Regions from separate parts of the Pan troglodytes genome. Here region 2 is linked to region 1. A link is a contact called in public HiChIP or PLAC-seq data. All regions are on one chromosome and are shown on one strand. Each heading gives the region's core, a stretch centred on a gene start, on an enhancer-like site or on the middle of the called end of the contact. The rest is flanking DNA. Distances are from core to core; before and after follow the strand shown.

Evidence for each region. HiChIP or PLAC-seq counts read pairs in DNA pulled down with a chosen protein or histone mark.
Region 2: an H3K4me3 HiChIP or PLAC-seq map of stem cell-derived excitatory neurons shows a contact between it and region 1, with 4 times the contacts expected there. The contact joins the promoter of MT1X here to the promoter of BBS2 in region 1. A contact is called at or near these places in 1 of 7 Hi-C or Micro-C datasets (blood), 1 of 1 datasets of contacts at active chromatin or transcription factors (stem cell-derived excitatory neurons) and 1 of 1 other capture datasets (stem cell-derived neural stem cells).

The regions. Positions count from the first base shown.
Region 1 is chr18:54,523,193-54,529,164 of NHGRI_mPanTro3-v2.0_pri, reverse strand. It overlaps BBS2 (Bardet-Biedl syndrome 2), which reads left to right and starts at 2,433. Exons shown (of 18, transcript XR_008540039.2): 1 at 2,433-2,759.
Region 2 is chr18:54,680,033-54,686,004 of NHGRI_mPanTro3-v2.0_pri, reverse strand. It overlaps MT1X (metallothionein 1X), which reads right to left and starts at 3,314. Exons shown (of 3, transcript NM_001301279.1): 1 at 3,230-3,314; 2 at 2,568-2,633; 3 at 1,609-1,840. The coding sequence starts at 3,257. The coding sequence ends at 1,749.

The sequences.
Region 1 (5,972 bases), core at 1,184-3,683:
CTTACATAGAAATCCAGTCCATGCCAGTCCATGGACTTGACTGCCTGCTGGAGTAAAACCCAAGCTCCTTGGCGTGGCTCAAAAGCACTAGGTGACCTGGCCCCTTCTCACACGTTAGGCTCCAGCCACATTATTTTCTTTCTGGTCTTCAAACATGTCCAAACTTGTCCTGTGTCCTTGCTGTTCCCTCTGTCTAGACTGTCCATCCCTCACATCTTTGAATGGCTGCCACTTTCTTGTCACAAAGCTCTTGGTTCAAATGTTACTTCCTCTAAGAGAACTTCTTGAGCCCTAGAACATCAGCCTTCTCGCCAAATGAAATGACCTTACTTGTTTTCATGTTTAGTGTCTATTGCTTCCTATCCCCTAGAGGATGTAAACTCCATAAGTGTATGAATTATATCTTTCTTGTTCACTGCTGTATCCCTAGGTCCTTCAACACCGTCTAGAACATGGATACCCTCAATAAATGTTTTCCAGGAAAAAATAAAGGATCTGAAATGATGTCTATTAGAGTCATTCCTTTCAAGCTATTCCTGGGAGAGGTAGCTGATCAAGCTGTGATCAGCTAGTAACACAGCTGAGTGAATTCAGTGAGATGATGACTTTGTGTAGGTAGAATCTGGGGACTAAAGAGAAGGGACATCACAAAACGAAGTAAGTTCCAATGACCCAGGGTAATTTCCATGGCACCGCTGGTCAGGGAGCTGCTATAGGACTTGGGTGTAGACAGGTGACAGAAGGGTGGGGGTGGAGACAGGATAGAAAGAGGCTGGGTCTTAGAAGCATGGTCCATCAGAGGGGGCCTGGAGGGCCACTGACTCAGGTCTTACATTCCATCAAGATCTTTAAATTTAGGCTGGGAGTAGTGGCTTACACCTATAATCCTAGCACTTTGGGAGGCCGAGGCTGGAGGATCACTTGAGGCAAGAGTTCGAGATTACAGTGAGCTGTGATGGCACCACTGCACTCCAGCTTGGGTGACAGCATGAGACCTCGTCTCTAAATAAAATAAAATAAAAATCAATTTTTAAAAAGTAACGACTTTCAAACTTAGTCTTTTAACATTATTTAGTATTTTGATATTATCTCCAAAAGAGGTTACAAATAGTCACAGACACACCAACAGGGTTGAAAAAAATGCTCATTTGTATAACTGTAATTACAAAATGCAAGTATCAAGAATATTCCAGAACTCATCTTTCTTTTTTTTCTTTGAGACGGAGTCTCGCTCTGTCACCCAGGCTGGAGTGCAGTGGCACGATCTCAGCTCACTGCAACCTCCGCCTCCTGGTTCAAGCGATTCTCCTGCCTCAGCCTCCCGAGTAGCTGGGACTACAGGTGCCCACCACCACACCCAGTAAATTTTTGTATTTTTAGTAGAGACAGGGTTGCATCATGTTGGCCGGGCTGGTCTCGAACTCTTGACCTCAAGTGATCCGCTCGCCTCGGCCTCCCAAAGTGCTGGGATTACAGGCGTGAACCACCGCCCCTGGCCCAGAACTCATCTTTCAAAACTGGCCCGCAGCATCTGACACAGTTGTTTTCCTCCTTCTGGCCACCCTCTCTTCGAGCTTCCTGGACACTATACTCTCCTGATTGTACTTCCTTGCTGGCTACTCCAAGTCTCCACTAGTGGTCCTTGCTCATCTCATCATCCACCCCAGATTGTCCATTTCCAGAAGGCAGCAGAGTGAGCCCCGGGGGCCTCACCTGAAGTTCCTCTGCAGGAACACCCTCCCTCGAGGCTGGCTTCCTCACTTCCTAATAGTCCTAGGCTGAAGGTCACTTTCTCAGAGAGGTCTCTTTCCTACCACCCTACTTAACACTGCATTCCCTCCAATCCTCTCTCCCCTCTTCCTTCCCTTAATTTTCTCTAGTGCTCACTACCAAATGACATGCATTTCTTGTTTAGTGCTTGTCTCCCCTGACTAGTATGTCAGTTCCAGGAAAGCAGAGGTTTGTCTTTTGTTTACTACTATTTATTATCTAGAACAGTGTCTGACACACAATAGGCCCTCAAGGAAATTTTGTTGGTCACTTTTCAATTTTGCTGGTTTGCACTTAAAAATATATAGGGAGCCTTACCAGGAGCCCTAGACCGAACGTGAGTCTAAGGATTGGTATGGTTTTCCTCCACACAACGGCTAAAGCAAGGGACAGAGCCGACACTCAAGGAATATTTCTTGAATTAATGACCTTCTGGAGTGGGGTAGCATTGTGTCAAGTTTGCAGGGTGCAGCTTGGATGTGGTGCTAGAAGGGAAAGCCTCTGGGCTGGGCATGTAGGCTCGTCAGTGGAGTTCAACCGGCAGGAGTAAATTACTGCAATGGGAAACAACTGCACCCGCGGCCCAGCAGGGGTTCCACTGCGCAGCCGCAAAAGGCGCCGAGGCTCCACCGCGCAGCCACAGAAGGCGCCGAGGCTCCACCGCGCAGCCGCAAAAGGAGCGGACGGGTCTGCGCCGCCGCAGGAGGAGCAGGCGGTACCTGGACGGGTTCGTCCCGGGCTGTTTCGCGTCCGGCCTGAGGCGGCTGGGGCCGCGCAGGTAGTGTCCCTGCACTTCTTGCCCGGGCGCGTGAGGCCAGCTCCGCTGCGCTGGCCTCCAGTTTCCAGCCCTCCTCCCCTAAGCCGCCGCCATCATGCTGCTGCCTGTGTTCACCCTGAAACTGCGCCACAAAATCAGCCCCCGAATGGTGGCCATAGGGCGCTACGACGGGACTCACCCGTGCCTGGCGGCCGCCACCCAAACGGGCAAGGTAACCGCTCCCACCCGCAGGGAGCCCGGGCCCCAGGGAACCACAGGACCTCCGCTGGCCGCGCCCCTGGGATCCCGCCCCCTCTCCGACCCCGCCCCCAGCCCGTGTTGCCCGGCAACCGGTCGGCGAGCACCTTGTGGCTCCATCCTGCAGAGGACAGTGGGGTCTTAGAGGAAGAGCTTTTCTGAGAAGTTGACGTTTTCTTGTCATCAGGCACTTGGAGTCAGGCGAGGTCGGGGTCCCTGGACATAGGGAGCTTAGAAAAGAGACGTCTCCTGAGGGAAGGGGTTTGGTTCGGGTTAGCAGTAATAACCGACCCCAGATTCAAGCCAGGGGCCTCTGCTTGTCACTTGGAACTCGGAATTCCTCTGACTCTCTAACACTGCTTCTTCTTCCTTTTTTTTTTTTGAGACGGAGTCTTGCCCTGTCGCCCAGGCTGGAGTGCAGTGGCGCAATCTCGGGTCGCTGCAGCCTCCGCCTCCCGGGTCCATGCAATTCTCCTGCCTCAGCCTCCCGAGTATCTGAGATTACAGGCGCCCGCCACCACGCCTGGCTAATTTTTGTATTTTTAGTAGAGACAGGATTTCACCATGTTGGCCAGGCTGGTCTCGAACTCCTGACCTCAAGTGATTTACCTGCCTCGGCCTCCCAAAGTGCTAGGATTACAGGCGTGAGCCACTGCACCCAGCCCTTCACAGCCCTTTACCGAACAACGACAAAAGAATGCAATACAAAAATTAACTTATTCCAATTGCACTTTTGATCCTTGCCCATGTACATTCAGTTCTTTCCCCGTAATTTATTCACTAAGTGTTAGGTGTTTGCTATGTGCGATTACTGGGCAAGGTGTGAGAGTCAAAGAGATAAAAGAGAAATCATTTAACATTCACCAGACTTCTACTAAACACCTTCTGTATAGATTTTGGAGACTCGGATGTAAAAGGAGTCCCTACTTTCAGAAAGCTTATAGTCCAGAAGCTAGCAGACAAGGCAAATCAGAGCCCTGTGTATTTGACGGAGGCATGCCCAAAATACATGGAATGTAGTGACAACGCTAATAACTTATAACAGGCACAAAACTTTATTACATGAGTCATCTCAGCGTCGTTGTCACAAGGCCAACGGCAGCAGCATGGCATAGGGATGGTGTTTCTTGGCTCCAGTACCTACTAATTTCATGACCTTGGTCAAGGCACTTAATAATAGTACCTAATACATGGGGTCATGAGCTTTAAAAAAGTTAATACATGTAAAATGCTTGACATATAGGACGTGGTCACTGATTGTTACCTGTTATTTTCTTTTTATGATTCTCACTTTATTGACTAGAAATTGCAGTTCAGAGAGGTTCAATACAGTGCTTGGAGCCACTCAACTAGAAAGTGTGGAATGTGGTCAGAGTGCATGTTCTCTGATCCAGTGTGGATTTAATAAGCTAGGATTTGTGTAACAATTTATAGTTTTTAGGACACTTCCACGTATATTGTATGTTATATGCCTTGGGATACAGAAGTAAAAAATAAGGCTTCATTTTCATTAAGTAGTATAACAGAGTTAAGCTATTAATACGGGGTCTGGCACATCATGATGTTATTGTTACAGTTAGAAGTCACTGACAGGCTGGGTGCAGTGACTCATGCCTGTAATCCCCGCACTTTGAGAGGCCGAGGCAGGCAGATCACCTGAGGTCAGGAGTTCGAGACCAGCCTGGCCAGCATGGTGAAACCCTGTCTCTACTAAAAATACAAAAATTAGCCAGGTGTGGTAGGTGCCTATAATTCTAGCTACTCGGGAGGTTGAGGCAGGAGAATCACCTGAACCTAGGAGGTGGAGGTTGCAGGGAGCCGAGACCGTGCCATTGCACTCCAGCCTGGGCGACAGAGTGAGACTCGGTCTCAAAAAAAAAAAAAGCACTGATAAATGCCAAAAAGAACTTCATGTTGCTTGTGCTGTAGGTGCATAGCAGATTTATAAATGGGCTGAAAATATCCCATTGGTATTAACTCAGCCCCTAATTTGAGGGCTTACTATGTGCTGGGCAGTCTTCTTAGCTCTGCAGGTGCATTGGAGAATGTGACAGACAAGTTTTTGCCCCCTTGAAGCTTACATTTGAGAGGGGGAACCAGGCAGTTAACTGAATATGCAAGTGTTTTCATAGGAGAAAAAGAATAAGGGATTCAGTGTGATGGGAGCTTGGCGTTTTAGACAGGTGGTCAGATGGCCTCTAATAACATTTGATAAGAGGTTTGAAGGAACTGAGGAAACAAGCTCTGCAGATTTGTGGGATAAGCGCCTTGCAGGCAGAGGAATCTGCAGGTGCAAGGGCCTTGAGCTGGAGATATGCATGGTGTGTTTCAGGAGCACAAGGAAGCCGCTGGGGCTGGAAGGCAATGAGGGTGGTCATGAGGTAGACACAAGCCAGATCATATAGGAACTTGTAGGCCATGGCAAAGACCTTGGTTTTTATACTGAGTAAGTTAGGAAGTCCCTGAGGATTTTGATAAAGTGGGTGTTGGAATTTGCTTTATGTTTTAGATAAAGGCTAACTGGCTGGTATGTGGAGAACAGATGTTCTGTGACGGGATGTAGGGAGGTAGGTGTCGGAGTAGAAGCAGGGAGATCGGGCAGAGGTCCCTAGGGCAGCCCTTAGATAGAGTGTGACCTGGAGTGGAAGGCAGGAATGCTTGATTGTAGGGCTGTTGTCAAAAATGGCCTAATAATAATAATAATAAATAAAATAAAGGAGATCCCTTGTCCTGTGTAACTGGATGGATACTTTGTGTTCAGCTCTGTAAACAAATCTAAAAAGTTCTGACCTGATCTTTTATCTTGAGACCTTAAAAAGAATTAGTAGTATTTTATGACTCAAGTAATGCCATGAATATATTCTCTTAAAAGCAATTAAAACATTCCAGCTAGGGTTAAAGCCTGCATGTCTAGAAACAGGACTTTATCCTTACAGCTGGGACCCTGTTGTGAACATGGAGCTGACTCTGAGCCTTAGCAAGGATTTTTTTTTAAAAGGAATCTCTGGCCAGGCATGGTGGCTCAACACCTGCAATCCCAGTACTTTGGGAGGCTGAGAGGGGCAGATCAACTGAGGTTAGGAGTTCGACACCAACCTGGCCGACTGAAACCCTGTCTCTACTAAAAATACAAAAATTAGCTGGGCGTAGTGGCGCACCCCTGTAATCCCAGCTACTCTGGAGGCTG
Region 2 (5,972 bases), core at 2,065-4,564, 160 kb before region 1:
TAACTGCTTTACCAGGCTGTTTCATGATGGTGTGCTTGACACTGAAGCCTCTGGAAATTAAACAAGGCATTCCAATAAGAGCCACATCAAAAAAAAATTGAATGACTGTACATTAATCTCTCCAACAGACATCACAATAATCATGTCCCACCCAGCCCCAAGGAAGATGGGGCTCAGGACTGGGGGTGACGGATGGAACAGGATGCCACTTCACACCTGACTTGGAAAAGAAGCCGTAAGTTGAACGATCATGTTTGTCAGACCTGGCAAAAACATTTTGTACCTATCCCTTCAGAGTTTTGGCAGCTGCAGTTTCCCAAAACAGAGTTATGAAACCAGCAATGGCTGGGTGAATGAAATGCACCAGCAATGGCTGGGTGCATTTGTGACTTTGGCACCAGGGCTTCTGGATCAAATCTCAGACAAACAGGGCAGTGCCCACATCACGCTCCTGCCCATGCCTTATGAGGTCTCTGTCAGATTCTCTCCCCAGAGAATGGCACCTCAGACACCAACCCAACCTCAGTGAAGTGGTGTTTCCCTAGCATGAGCCCCCGAGGAAGCTTAAACCTACCCTCTGAGCTTGGTTTGGTCTCCATGAAGACATTTGCCACACTACATGTTGAGGATTGCCAGCCTCTCCCTCCACAGCCAGCTGGAAGCTGGGCACCTCCAGGTTCCCTCGGCCACCAGGACAGGCAGCCACATGTTGGAGAGTTGCCCAAATACCAACTGGGATGGAAAATATCTCCTGGTCCTGAGACCAGAGAGGAACTGGCAGAGGCCATTTTATTTCACCAAATAATTCCGTGTGACTGCTTCAGTGGGTTGCAAACCTAGGTACTTATTAAAAATTAAAAGGTAGGTTCCCTGGGCCCACTTAGCCCTAAACAAATTGGAAAGGGGGCTGCAGGGGTGGGGGAAGTGGAATACCGGCTGGAGCACTTTTCCAGCCTCTCCAAGTGATTCAGCTGTGCAGCCAGTGAGGCCATCCTTCAGATGAATGAGGCACGTGGCCTCTGCCCTCCCCTCTCCAAACGGAACATGGGCTTCTCCCCTCACACAATCACACATTGGTCTTCTGTTCCCCCAGTGCCAGACTCTTCCCCACTTCCAGACCTTTGCTGGAGCTGTGCCCTCTGCAGGAATGCAGCTCTCAGATCCCAGTGGAAAGAGTTCTTCATTTGGGCTCACCCCAAGTGCATTCAGTCACAGCACTTTCTCCTTTATAAGATTCCTTATTCTATAATTCTCTCTCCCCTCAGCAGTCCATAAGCTCCCTGTTCCCCTCACCACTGAGGACCCCATGCCTGTGTATGCAGTAGGTGCACCATAGGTGGCTGGTGAGTATAGGCTGTGTCACAGCTACACAAAAAGGGCAGCTACTACCAGTTAACCGTTGCTAGAGGGTGGTAGAATAAACCCCCTAGTTTGCCATAGTTCACAAAGGAGAGCCAAGGCCAGGCAGGATTGCAGGAACCTTGCACCCAGACCCCCACTGCCATGGTCCCCTCTCTGAAATGCCCCACAATCTGGGTTTCCTACAATCCAACTGGAACCAAGTGCCATATACCCAGTGACAAATGAGGTGCCCAGAGCCAGAATAGTCTAGATGAATTTATTGCCATTCACATATTTCATAGAAAAAAAGATGAAGCAAACGGGTCAGGGTTGTACAAAAAAAAAAAAAAAAATCCAGGTTTATATAGGTTGCTCTATTTACATCTGAGAGCACAGCTGTCCTGGCATCAGGCACAGCAGCTGCACTTGTCTGACGTCCCTTTGCAGATGCAGCCCTGGGCACACTTGGCACAGCCCACAGGGCAGCAGGAGCAGCAGCCTGGAGAAGAAGGGGAGAGTGAGAGGTCAGAACAGACTCAATCAGGCACCTCCCTGCCCCAACAGAGGCCTGGCTCGAGCCCTGCCTCCAGCCCCAGAGGACCATCATTTCAGGATGGCATGGCTTTGTCAGAAGAGAACTGGTAGATCTTTGGGATGAGGGTTTTATATGAAAAAGCTGCCCAGCCCCACCTGAGTCTGGGACAGGACAGAAGACTGGACAGGTAGAGATTGGGGGTACAGGAACAAAAGGAGGCCAGTTCCCCAAAACCTACCCTTAAATGAGGAAAGTCTTCACAGCCAGACAGGGGGCAAATCCCTGACACAGCAGTTCTGGGGCAGGCTAGGGAAGCTCTGGGCTGCCCCTGCAGAAAAGGACTGGATCATTAGGTTTGAAATCACCCGGGGTCTTCCAGATCCTGGGCCTTAAGTGCTTCAGGACCCAGAAGGGTGAAGAAGGCTGCATCAGGAGGCAGGAGACCTAGGTTCACATTCCAGCTTTGTTCCCAACACTATCTGGTAACCTCTCTGGGCCTCAGTTTCTAGTTTGGTAATAAGAGGCTGGGACTCACCCATTTTTAAGGCAATTTGAGGTCTGATTCTGAATCAGGTGTTGAAGGAGGGGTTTGGGGAAGCTGGTCATTGGCCTGCCCCTGCCTGCAGAGCTCTGGGTTCCCTGCTCTAACTTGGCCCATCCCCCAGATTCGCAGGGAAGGCCCTGCACTCACTCTTCTTGCAGGAGGTGCATTTGCACTCTTTGCATTTGCAGGAGCCGGCACAGGCACAGGAGCCAACTGCAAGGAAGAGAAAAAGGCAGTGAGCGTGGAGTGAGATGCAGAAGGTACAGCAGCTGGTCAATAACGCTTCAGTGACCCCTCCTCTGTGCTGCAGGACCAGCCCTCAGAGCTCCTTTCCCACTCAGGGGAGAGGAAGAGAAACCCCATCTCCTCTCCCTTCATTTTGGGAAGGGCAAGTGTCCTGTTGCTTTTACCGCACAAGCAAGGTCCCAGGCTCCAGACACAGCCCAGGAAGGCTAAGACAGGAGGCCAGAACCTTCTGTCCTGAACTCCGAAGAGGCAATGGCCCCCCACTTCCCATCCACCCTGACTGCTCAGAGCCTGGTCAGAGCATTGGGGCTCAGCCAGCAGCCCCCTGACCAACTGGGTGACATGGAGCAGGACAGCCTTGGGCCTCAGTATCCTCAACTCTAACTTAGAGGCACAGGGAGGCGAGAAGTGGTCTCAGGGACGTGATCGGGAAGAAAGCACCTAACGAAATAAAGGAGCCCCTTCAGCTCAGAACTTTAAATGCGACTTCTTCAAACCCAGGAAGAGTCTGTACTGTGGCTGGGAAACGGGCATCCCAAGGCGCGGAGCTAGGTGTCCCTTACCAGGCGAGCAGGAGCAGTTGGGGTCCATTTCGAGGCAAGGAGAAGCAGGAGTTCCCGATCAAGAGGAAAACACGCAGCGGGACAGATGAAAAACGTGATGGAGCCCAGAAGCCGGCGGCTCTCTTTATAGTCCGGGAAGAGGGCCGGGCGCAGAGGCCCCTCCTCGTCCTTGCACCCGCCCCTGCTGAGTCTGCACCGCCCGCGATCCTGGGCCGGGTGCAGCAACCCGTGAGCCCAGCGCCGGGCGCACCGCGGGGCCTGCCCCTTTGGCTCCACCTCGTTGTGAACCTGGCAGTACGTGGCGTCCCTGGCGTGTTGCCTGCCCTTCCCAATTTCCCTGACATTGCCTGCCTCTCCCTCTCCTAGGCGTGCCGGGAAACTCGGAATCCCGGTGGTCTACACACCCCCAGCCCCCGCTCCACTGTGTGTAGCTTTGCATTTCCCAGAGTCCCTGGATCACGTCCCTGGATCGGCGGGAGCGGTGAGCATAGCGAGGGAGCAGTGTGCAAATGAGAGGCAGAGGATGTGACACTCGGATTTCCTGCATTGCCGGTCCCTGTCCCCGTCCCCACCTCGGTCTGTTGGCCACGTTTCTCTTATGTCTAGGGACAGAACAGACACAGGGCTCTGGCCCCGTCCTTGCATTCTCCACTCTTGAGAGGCTGAATGGGCACATTTGCCCAGGTCCTCCTTTGCATAAAACTCTCCAGGTCTCCCCACAGCCTAGCCGGGCACCCCACCACAGGATGACAGTTTGGAAAATGTGGAATGCTCCCAGAAAAGGGATCATTTTAGGTGATATGCGGATTCCGGATTAAATTAAAATGCAAGAAACAGGGTTATTTTTCCTTCCATATTCCTATTACTCGACATAACATTAATCCGTGTTAGGCCCTTTTTAGTCACTTTGCATCTTTGAACCCTCACAGCAACCCTAAAGGGACATACTTCTATTTATGAACCCATATTCTAATCTGAACAACAACAATAAAAGGAGTTCAAGCCACCAGCCCAGGGTCAGAGGGCTGCGAAGTGACACTGCTGGGTCTGAATCCGGTCAGAGTCCCAAAGCAATGATGAAGCTTCCCTTTGGCCTAGGTATATTCATCTCTTTACTGCTTGAAATCTTTAAACAAAACCAAGCATCAAGGTCAGTCCTGGAAGCAAAACAGAGATGCAGAGGGGATATGAATAAGCATAATTTGATGGCAACCTTCTATGTCTGGAAGTTAAACTGATTCTTTTTTCAGTGGTGCTAATGAGTTTGCTTTTCATATAAAAATATCTAAGGAAATAGGAATCATTTGAAAGAAAAACGTTAAGTCACATATTGGTGCAGGTGGTAGCAGAACTGGCAGGCATCCTTCCGTTTCTGTGATGGGGACAGGGACTATCTTGCTCATGGCTTTATATTTCTGGAGTGAATCCCTATTTTGTGGGCAGAGTGCAGGACACTGTCAGGACCACAGGTCAATGCTCATGTGGCTGATGAGAAAGACAGAGGACACACAGGGAGGGACTCCAGGCCTGGCTCTTTTGTCTGGAGTAAAAATGTCAACTATGCTATCGTCTGAGTCCATTTGGGCTGCTATCACCAGATGCCTTAGACTGGGTAACTTAAAACAGCAAAATATATTTCTCTCAGTTCTGGAAGCATGGAAGTCCAAGGTCAAGGCACCAGCATATTTGGAGTCTTGTGAGGGCCCCGTTCCTCATGGATGTCTCTTTCTTGCTGGGTCCTCACATGGTGGAAAGAGTTAAACAAGCTCCCTCAGGCCTCTCTAATTAAGGCACTAATCCCATTCATGAGCACTAGGTCCTCTTATTTCAGTCACCTCCCAAATGCACCACCTCAATACCAACACACTGAAAATTAGATTTGCACATATGAATATTGGAGGCACACGAGCACCATAGCAGCCATGAATAAAAATAACAAAATAATAGTTAATATTATAGATCATTTGCCATGTGCAAGGCACCATTCTAATTTCTTTATACCTATTAAATCATTTATTTCTACAAGTCAGACCCCATTACAGTCATATGCTGCTTAGGGATGGGAATACATTCTGAGAAATGCATTGTTGGCTGATTTCATGTTGTGCAAACAGTGTAGAGAGTGCAATAACAAACCTAGAGATTATGGCCTACCACAGACCTAGGCTATGTGATATGGCCTATTGCTCCTAGGCTTCAAACCTGTACAGCATGCTACTGTACTGAATACTGAAGGCAATGATAACACAGTGGTATTTGTGTATCTAAACATAGCTAAACATAGAAAGGTAGAGTACAGTTACCTTATAACCTTATAGGACCACTATGCTATATGCAGTGCATCTATAACTAAAACGTCCTTATACAGCACATGATGTATTATTATATTCTGCCCCTTTTACAGTGCAGGAACTGAGCCACAGAGAGGTTGTGTCACCCAGGTATACATGATGACACATCCGGGATTGGCACTCACACAGGCTGACCATAGAATAATGCCCTCAACCACAAGCCTGTGTCACCCTGTCGTGTGACACATGAGGACACTAACTCTGGCACAGAGGCACAGTGGTAAGAGCACTGAGCTGGCAGTCAGAGCCTCTGAATAGCTGTGTGTCCTCTCTGGCTTCAGTTCACCAGCTATCAAGTCAGGGTCACAATTGGGCTAACTAACCATGGGCCCTTCCAGCTCTGGAATGTGAGGGGCCGGGCTTAGCATCCATTGACAGCGTGATATTTCACT